3 separate regions of the Sus scrofa genome follow, and all the other regions are linked to region 1. Evidence: chromatin contacts called from public HiChIP or PLAC-seq and promoter capture Hi-C data. All regions are on one chromosome and are shown on one strand. The core of a region is the stretch at or near the end of the contact, and the rest is flanking DNA. Distances in the headings are between cores, read along the strand shown.

Evidence for each region. Promoter capture Hi-C pulls out the DNA fragments that hold promoters and counts their contacts. HiChIP or PLAC-seq counts read pairs in DNA pulled down with a chosen protein or histone mark.
Region 2: a contact with region 1 is called in an H3K27ac HiChIP or PLAC-seq map of alveolar macrophages. The contact joins the promoter of TRIM8 here to the promoter of C14H10orf76 in region 1. A contact is called at or near these places in 2 of 2 datasets of contacts at active chromatin or transcription factors (alveolar macrophages and skeletal muscle).
Region 3: a promoter capture Hi-C map of liver shows a contact between it and region 1, with 4 times the contacts expected there. The contact joins the promoter of KAZALD1 here to the promoter of C14H10orf76 in region 1. A contact is called at or near these places in 1 of 5 promoter capture datasets (liver) and 1 of 2 datasets of contacts at active chromatin or transcription factors (alveolar macrophages).

Annotation. Positions count from the first base shown.
Region 1 is chr14:113,071,542-113,074,271 of Sscrofa11.1, forward strand. It overlaps C14H10orf76 (UPF0668 protein C10orf76 homolog), which reads right to left and starts at 1,458. Exons shown (of 26, transcript XM_021072731.1): 1 at 1,224-1,458.
Region 2 is chr14:113,636,064-113,638,928 of Sscrofa11.1, forward strand. It overlaps TRIM8 (probable E3 ubiquitin-protein ligase TRIM8), which reads left to right and starts at 1,374. Exons shown (of 6, transcript XM_001928904.7): 1 at 1,374-2,865. The coding sequence starts at 2,413.
Region 3 is chr14:112,141,478-112,144,177 of Sscrofa11.1, forward strand. KAZALD1 (Kazal type serine peptidase inhibitor domain 1) reads left to right here and starts at 1,269. Exons shown (of 5, transcript NM_001244551.1): 1 at 1,269-1,381; 2 at 1,806-2,367. The coding sequence starts at 1,824.

The DNA.
Region 1 (2,730 bases), core at 208-2,707:
GCTGGCATTACTGCAGCTGTGACTGGGGCGCAGGTTTGATCCCTGGCCCGGGAACTCCATATGCCACAGGGTGGCCAAAAAAAAAGATTCCAAGTTTCATAACTATTTTGAGTTTTCAACAAGTTTTTCATCAGCAGCATCATTATTATTCAAATGCTGAACAAGCAAATGAATTATAATGCATAAACACCCAATGAAAATAAATACCTTAGAGGCTACCCTATTCACTAAGGAAAGAATGAGAGCTTCCCTTCACAATCCTAACAAGATGGATCCGCCTTTCTCTAGCGGATATAATATCTAGGAAAGCCTTCACATAGGAAGTACTGTGCACACAAGACCAACTGAAGGCAAAACAATTTCAGTTAACTGTGCTAATAGCAGGAACACAAATCCTATTTGCCCTGGTTTACAAAGTCAGTGAGCAGACAGAATACAAAGAAACAGCTCTCACTAGGCTCAAAACTTTTTCTGGAAAGGAAGAACTGAGAAGGGTCAGATATCCACATTTACTTGGGCCTTCCCAAGTTTCTGCTTCCCCATGAGAGGCAGCACTCCTCAGCTTCTGATAGTTTTTTTCTCCTGTTTCTTTCCTACACCTGCCTAGGAAGAGGTTCGTTTCCTAGGCTCACACCAAATAACCCACTGAAAACACAGTAGCTTCAGTGATTGGGTATAAAAGGTGGGCTGAAGCCGGTGGTCGAGACTGTAAAAAGGACAGGATGGGGCCCTTCCGGGACACCTGAAGACTTGGGGCAGATCTTCTTCGAGGTCTTGCTCCAAGTCTCACCCCTGGACCCGTCTGGGCTGAAGGCCACCCTGGGGTGGGAACTAGCTGGTGGAGGGCTCTCCAAGGTAGCCTAAGGAGTCGGGGTCAGCCTCGGACTGGGGTCAAAGGTCAGCGCTTCGGCTGCCAGGCGGGCCCAGCAGGGACCCACAGCGGGAGGGACATGACTGGCACTGGAGAGTTAAAGGGACCGGCCACTGGAAGAGCTAGTCGCTTCTCTTTCCGCTCCGTCGCCCTGGGCCCAGCCTCCTAGCCGCACGCAGCCTCGGCCCGCCTCAGCAGCTGTCCTCCCTCCCTCTCCCCCCGTCACCCCCGTCGTCCCTTAGGCGAGCACAGGCCCCGCCCCCCCAGGGCAGCCTCAGGGCCAAGGCCTGGTATGGCTGCACCAAAAGAGGGTGGCCAGGTTCGGAGACCGGCCCGAGCGCGCGCCGCTTACCGAGCCCCTGGCTCCACCTCCACCACCCGCGCCGCTCCCGGGCCCGCTCGCTCCCGACGCCACCGACGCCGCCGCAGCTCCGGCCTCACGGACGCGTTCCCGACCTCCCCCAACCCTTCCCCCGGCCCGCTGTGCGCCACCGGGTCCTAAAGCCTGACGCATGACAGGTACGCCCGCGCCTGCGGCCTGAGGCTGGCTGGAACCACGACTCCCAGCAAGCATCACAAAGACTACGACTCCCGAAATGCACCGCGAGTAAGGAATTAGCAAAGAAACATTATCAAGGGTCCGCTGGCTGCAAGTAGAATTAGCAGTAACGCAACATTGTAAATCAACTATAATCCAACATAAAATAAATCAACTATAATCCAACATAAAATAAAAATTGAATTAAAAATAGAAAGTGTTGCTAAGTAATAATAATAAATAAATGAATAACTACCCTAAAAAAGTTGAATTAGCACTTTTTAAAAAATATGGCACTTGAAATTAGCAATTACGCTTACGGAATAAATATATACTCTAGAAACAGTGACAAAGTTTGGAAAGATATATGTTTCAATATCTTTATTGCAACTCCGAAAGTGAACGATGAAAACAAACTCATTCATTCAACATATATATACTATGTGCCTGCTTTCTGCAAAGCACCTTGTAAAGCTTGGTCAACTTGGCAAATTTTCGTCTCCGAATTTCAATTTTCTCGTATACAAAATGAAAGATTGAAAAAGATATACCCGAGAGTTCCTGTTGTGGCTGAGTGGGTTAAGAACCCCACTAGAATACATGATACAGATTCGACCCCTAGTCTGTTGGTTAGAGTCTGGCTATGCGGTGAGCTGTGTGGCTGTGGTGTCCACCTGCAGCTGCAGCTCCAGTTCGACCCCAGGAACTGCCATGTGCTGTGCGTGCACCCCTAAAAAGACAAAAAAATAATAATAAAGATATACAGGGCTGTATGAGTGTGTTATGTCTCCTTACAATGGCTTTATAAAGTAGGTACTTCACAATAAGAAGAAAAAAAAAAGGGTTTTGAGTGATTAAACAGCTTGCCTAATGTGTGTTTTGTTTGGTTTGGGGGTTTTTTGTTTTCATTTTCTTGTCTTTTTAGGGCCATGCCAGCGCCATATGGAGGCTCCCAGGCTAGGGGTCGAATCGGAGCTGTAGCTGCCAGCCTACACCAGAGCCACAGCAACGTGGAATCTGAGCCAAGTCTGCGACCTACACCACAGGTCATGGGAACGCCAGATCCTTAACCCACTGAGCAAGGCCAGTGACCGAACCCACAACCTCATGGGATTTGTTAACCGCTGAGCCGCTCTGGGAACTCTGGATATTTTTTAAAAAAGAGTAAATGTGTCAGAGTTCCCGTCGTGGCGCAGTGGTTAAAGAATCTGACTAGGAACCATGAGGTTGCAGGTTCGGTCCCTGGCCTTGCTCAGTGGGTTAACGATCCGGCGTTGCCGTGAGCTGTGGTGTAGGTCGCAGACGCGGCCCGGATCCCGCA
Region 2 (2,865 bases), core at 124-2,623, 560 kb after region 1:
TTTGCCGGGTGGGCAGAACCAGCGGGTGCTGATTACAGGCGCCGGCGTTGCGTTGCTGCTTTCTCCTCGGCTCCCCTCCCAGCCCTCCCCCACCCCGTCCCCCCCTTGCAGAGTAGCGGGACCGGCCTTGATGTAGGGACACCACCCTCCTCTTTCCGCCCTAGCTCGGGAGTCCGGCTCACCGTAACCCCCTGCCCGCTCGCGTCCCCACCCTGCCAGCAGCACTTTGCTGCGAGCCCATTGTATCCTCCCCATCTCCGGGCTCATGCTCCGAGGCTGGGCCGTGGAGGGAAGATCGGGGACCTCTGTGCACCCCTCCAGCCAGTCCAGCGAGTCGGGGCCCCTCCCCCGCTTGCCCTCCTCGCAACAGCGAGATAGCGGCGAGGGCGCCCTTCCCTCGCGTCTAAGGCGGAGAGGGCCGACTGGCGGGCAGCAGGGACGCACAGCTCCCCCCTCCCCAGCCCCAGCGGCGAACCCCACCCCCCCCGTCCCCTTCCTGGGAGAAGGAGAGCCCAAGCCCGAGCGAGCCGAGGCAGGAAAAGGCAGCTGTGGACTGCCTGGCCCGCAGATCATTTTTATTATCGAGATTATTATTAAAAGGGGGCAGGGAGCCCAGGATGCGGGGGAAGGGGCTAGAGACGCAGCTATTTTTATTAAACAGATTAGTCCTGAAATAATAATAATACGCGCAAGATGGCTGAAGGTGGCTGTGATGAGAATGTTGGGGTTTTTTTTCCCTTTTTTTTTTTTTTTTTTTTTTTTTTTGATCTGAGGATAAAGCTCTGAGTCGACAGCCGCTGCGGAGACCCTGCCCGGAGTGCCCTGCCCCCAGCTGAGAAGCAGCGGGAGGACAAACGACCCACCGACGGAGCGACCGGCGCGGGCCCGCCCCGGACGCGTCGCCTGGGCAGCAGCTGGGGGCCGCGGGCGCTTGCCTTTCTGCCGACTTCTTCCAATTCTAATCTTTTTATATTTTTTGGAAAGAACCGGGGTGGGTGGAGCAGAGGTGGAGAGAAATCGGGACTTGGCATTTTCTCCCCTCTCTCCTAATTTGAGGGAGCTGCCAGCCCCTCCGCTTAAAAAAAAAAAAAAAAATCCCACCGAAAAAAAGAGAGCGAGAGATAGAAAGAACGCTGCAGGACCCTCCAGCAAGCGCGCTCGGACCTCTGGCCGCCACCGCGGCGGCCGCCGGGAGCCCAAGATGGCTGGGCGCTGAGGGAGGTAGCCCGGCCCGGCTGGCTCGGCCCGGCCCCGCCGCAGCAGGCTGGCTCCGACCGCAGCCCGGAGCCTTCCAGGCCGGAGCAGAGGCCGAGAAGAAAAGAAAGTGGGGGGAGGGGGGCCGAGGTGGCGAAGGGGGAGGGCCGGGCGGGGGGGAGGGGAGGGCCGGGAGCTGAGCCTCCTGTTCATTAGCAGTTGAGAAAAATTCCTTTCTAGTTTGATCAATCCTTGTTTTCCTCGGCAGAGCCGGGGCGCCCGCCCAGCGCGGAGACCGAGAGCGGGGTCTCTCCGCGGCGGGGGCGCCCGGCGCCGGGCCTCGGGGGAGCGCAGAAGTAGCGACGAGGGGGTCAGTCCGGAGCACAGCCGGGGCTTCTCCTCCCTCCCTTTCTGGTTGGCTTTTTTTTTTTTTTTTTTTTTTTTTCCACTTCTCTCCCTCCCCCTTCCGTTTCTATTTGTGAAGGGAGGAGGAAGGCAGAGGCGGGCTGGTGTCTCTGGCCGGGGACTGGAATTTCATCTGAATGACTGCCCCTGCGCGCACGCAGCGCCCCGGAGTCGGCCCGCCTGCGCCCCGCAGCCTGCACCCGCAGACGGACGGCCGGCCCAGGGGCGCCCGCGCTGCGACCCGGGGACCCGCTCGCTTTGCCCGCCCAGTCCGGATCTAGCAGTTCTCCGCGCGGCCGCACTCGCTTCCCCGGCCTCTCGGACCCCGGTCGAGGCGAGGGAGGCGCGGCGCCGGCGAGCCAGGAGGGAGCCACCATTGCCGCCGCCGCCCCCGTCGCTGGAGAAAGTGTGCGGCTCCCGGGCTCTGTCCGCCTTGGGGCGCGCCCCAATGTCAGCCGTGGGGCCGAGCGCAGGCCGCGGGCCGCCGCTGCCCTAGCCGTACCGACCCGGAGGCGGCCTCTTATATGGAATTTGGACCCCGGCGCTCCCCTCCAGGGCTGGTGCCCCGGCCGCGGCCCTGGCGCAGTCCGCTGCCTCCCGCTAGGCGCTCGGGAGGAGGAGGAGACGCAGCCGGCTGCGCGCGCGGCTTGAGGACCGAGGCTCCTTCCTCTGGGGGGCGGGCGCGCGGAAGGCGCTGGTGACTGAGCGACTGTCGGGGCCGCCTGGGGCTGGAGCTCGGGGCTCGGTGGGCCTAGAGCTGCACTGGAAGGACCTCCAGGGTTGGGTAGTTGGGGAGAGCTGCCCGCAGCCGCCATGGCGGAGAATTGGAAGAACTGCTTCGAGGAGGAGCTCATTTGCCCCATCTGCCTGCATGTCTTCGTGGAGCCGGTGCAATTGCCGTGCAAACACAACTTCTGTCGGGGCTGCATTGGCGAGGCGTGGGCCAAGGACAGCGGCCTGGTGCGCTGCCCCGAGTGCAACCAGGCTTACAACCAGAAGCCCGGCCTGGAGAAGAACCTGAAGCTCACTAACATCGTGGAGAAGTTCAACGCCCTGCACGTGGAGAAGCCGCCCGCGGCGCTGCACTGCGTGTTCTGCCGCCGCGGCCCCCCGCTGCCCGCGCAGAAGGTCTGCCTGCGCTGCGAGGCGCCCTGCTGCCAGTCCCACGTGCAGACGCACCTGCAGCAGCCCTCTACCGCCCGCGGGCACCTCCTGGTGGAGGCGGACGACGTGCGGGCCTGGAGCTGCCCGCAACACAACGCCTAC
Region 3 (2,700 bases), core at 19-2,518, 930 kb before region 1:
TTTTCCTGTTCTGAATTCCTAGACTTCCTGTTCTGATTCTCGCGATGGTTACCAGACCTCGCGTGAAGTTTGCTTCTTGAACTTCTGCAGCGTTTTAGAGACGTGGGTGGTTTCATATCTGCCTACGCACCCTTCTCAGCAGAGGCCCTCTGGTTAGGAGTGGAGTGTTCGCGACTATGGCTCCCCTAAATGAAAGGGCTTGGTTGCTTTCAGGTGCGGAGGGAGAGTAAAGGACCGGTTCTGAGAGTTCGTCTACCCGGGCACCCGGTGCGCATGCGGAGCCTGGGCGTCCCAGAGGCCGAGGCCCAGCCCCCAACTTTGGGACTGGTGAAGAGGTCCATACCCAAGCAGCTCCACTTGGGGCCAGGTCTCTCTGGACCGAACCTGACTGAATACCGTCCCCTCCCTGGCTGCATATCTCAGTTTCCGCCCCCTACAAACTGGACTGCAGCGCGGCTTCAGTAAGCCGCTTCGGGCAGGCCTGGGCGGGGCTTGGTCTGACAGACCCCCGGTAAGGCGGGCGGGCTTTCAGGAATGCTCTCCTCCCCGCCCCTAGCTCAAAGCGCCACGGTGGCGCTGGTGGCGGCCGGGAGACCGAATACCTCTGGCTCGGCCAGTCTCGCAGACATAACCTGTAATTCCGACCCAGCGCGCTGCCCACTGGGGAGGCGCCCCGCCCACCTCTCTTTGCGGCCGCTAGTCGGCTCGGACCTCTAATCACCCGACTCCTCCGTGGGTTGAAGGATTGAAGCACCTGCCGGATGTGGGCAGGGAGAAGTAAGCGCTGAGTCTCTGGTCGGCGACTTGGTGGAGAAGTGGGATGGACAAACCTGCAGTCACCCCTGGGAAGCCGGCCCTGGGCTGCCAGGAGACGACGTTGTTTGGCCCTGCCATCCAGGAGCGCCCGACTTGGCATTCTCGTTCCTACCGCCTCCCTATTATGCAGCTGCTCTAGAGAATGAGACTAAAGTCAGATGGGACAGGACCTAGCTTTTCAGCCAACTCTAGCTTCCCAGCTACCCCCCCCCCCACTACCAACCTTCACTCCACCCCGTCTCTAGCGTTTCCCAGCTTGGGTGTCCGGTTACTTCTCTGTTCTTACTGTGACTTTGGCCCAGGCTAGGAGGATGTGGCCCAAGAGGGTCCCGTGCGGCTGCATAAAATTGGCAGCTTCAGAACTAGGGGAGAGGGTGGGGTGTGCGACGTTGAAGGGCGGGGAGAGGGGGCGGAGGAGCTGCTTTCTGAGTGCAAGTCCGTGGGCTCTGTCAGAGATCCTCAAGTCAGAGCAGAGGTGGCTGGCGGGCCCACCGATTCCTTCCTATTGCCTGCGTTTTCGGACGGGACTCACAGCTGCTCTGAAGGGCTTAGTCCGGGACACTAGGTGAGCGCTCTGGGCCCTAGGGCATTACCCCCCCACACTCCCCCCAACAATGCACCCTTCCTGACGTTCTGCCTTTATTAAGGACTAATTGATCCTGAGGCCATCCACCTCTAGGGCAGGAAGCTTCAGAGTTAGATGGTTAGTGGTGGTGGTGGTGGTGCGTGTGTGTGTGTGTGTGTGTGTGTGCGCGCGCGCGCCTGGACTTTATCACTCCCTCCTCGCACCTCTCCCCAACCCCCAAGAACAGCCCAGTCAGTAACCACTCAGCAGAACTGGTGGGTCATTGTAAGGGTCACTGTGCCTCTGTGTCCGGGATCTACTTGACTTCGAGGTAGCAGGGGAGGGATCAGTGCTAGGGTCCAGCATGGTACGAGGAACAGTGAGGTTGCTTCTGACCTTCTGACCTGGCTTCCCTCCCTGGCAGGGTGCCACGCACGCGCTGATGCCCCGAGTGCTCGCAGGCCTTCCACTAATCATGCCACAGTCGCCCGCAGCTGCCTTGGCTCTGCCCCTGCTGCTGCTGCTGGTGGTGGTGGTGGTGCGGCCGCCCCCACAGACTGGCGCGCGGCCGTCCCCGGGCCCCGATTATCTGAGGCGCGGGTGGCTGCGCCTGCTGGCGGAGGGTGAGGGCTGTGCTCCCTGCCGGCCAGAAGAGTGCGCCACGCCGCGGGGCTGCCTGGCCGGCCAGGTGCACGACGCATGCGGCTGCTGTTGGGAATGTGCCAACCTCGAGGGCCAGCTCTGCGACCTGGACCCCAGCGCCCACTTCTACGGAAGCTGCGGTGAGCAGCTTGAGTGCCGGTTGGACACAGGCGGCGACCTGAGCCGCGGAGAGGTGCCCGAGCCGCTGTGTGCCTGCCGCTCGCAGCGCCCGCTCTGTGGTTCCGACGGCCGCACCTACGCGCAGATCTGCCGCCTGCAGGAGGCGGCCCGCGCTCGGCCGGAAGCCAACCTCACCGTGGCGCACCCAGGGCCCTGTGAATCGGGTATGCACGGCCCCGGGCCCAGACCCCCGGCACTGGGAGTTCCTCGAGGTATTGGTCTCTGGCCAGTAGAGCGAAAAGAGGAGGCCAGAGAGCCCTCAAGTCCATTGTAAGAGGCTGCTCTCTGGGCTGGTCCCCAGAGACCACCGCCTGAAGGTGCTGGTCCTGCGCTTTGTCGATAAGATATGTGCGCTGAGGTGCATAAAAGCTTCAGACCCGGCTGGCAGAGACCAACCCTCTGAGGGAACAGGCACATAGCCAATGCTTAGCCTCAAAATTGAGACAGTGAAGAGACTCTCAGTCTTTGCCCAGATGCTAGAATCCAGGCAGGGAGGC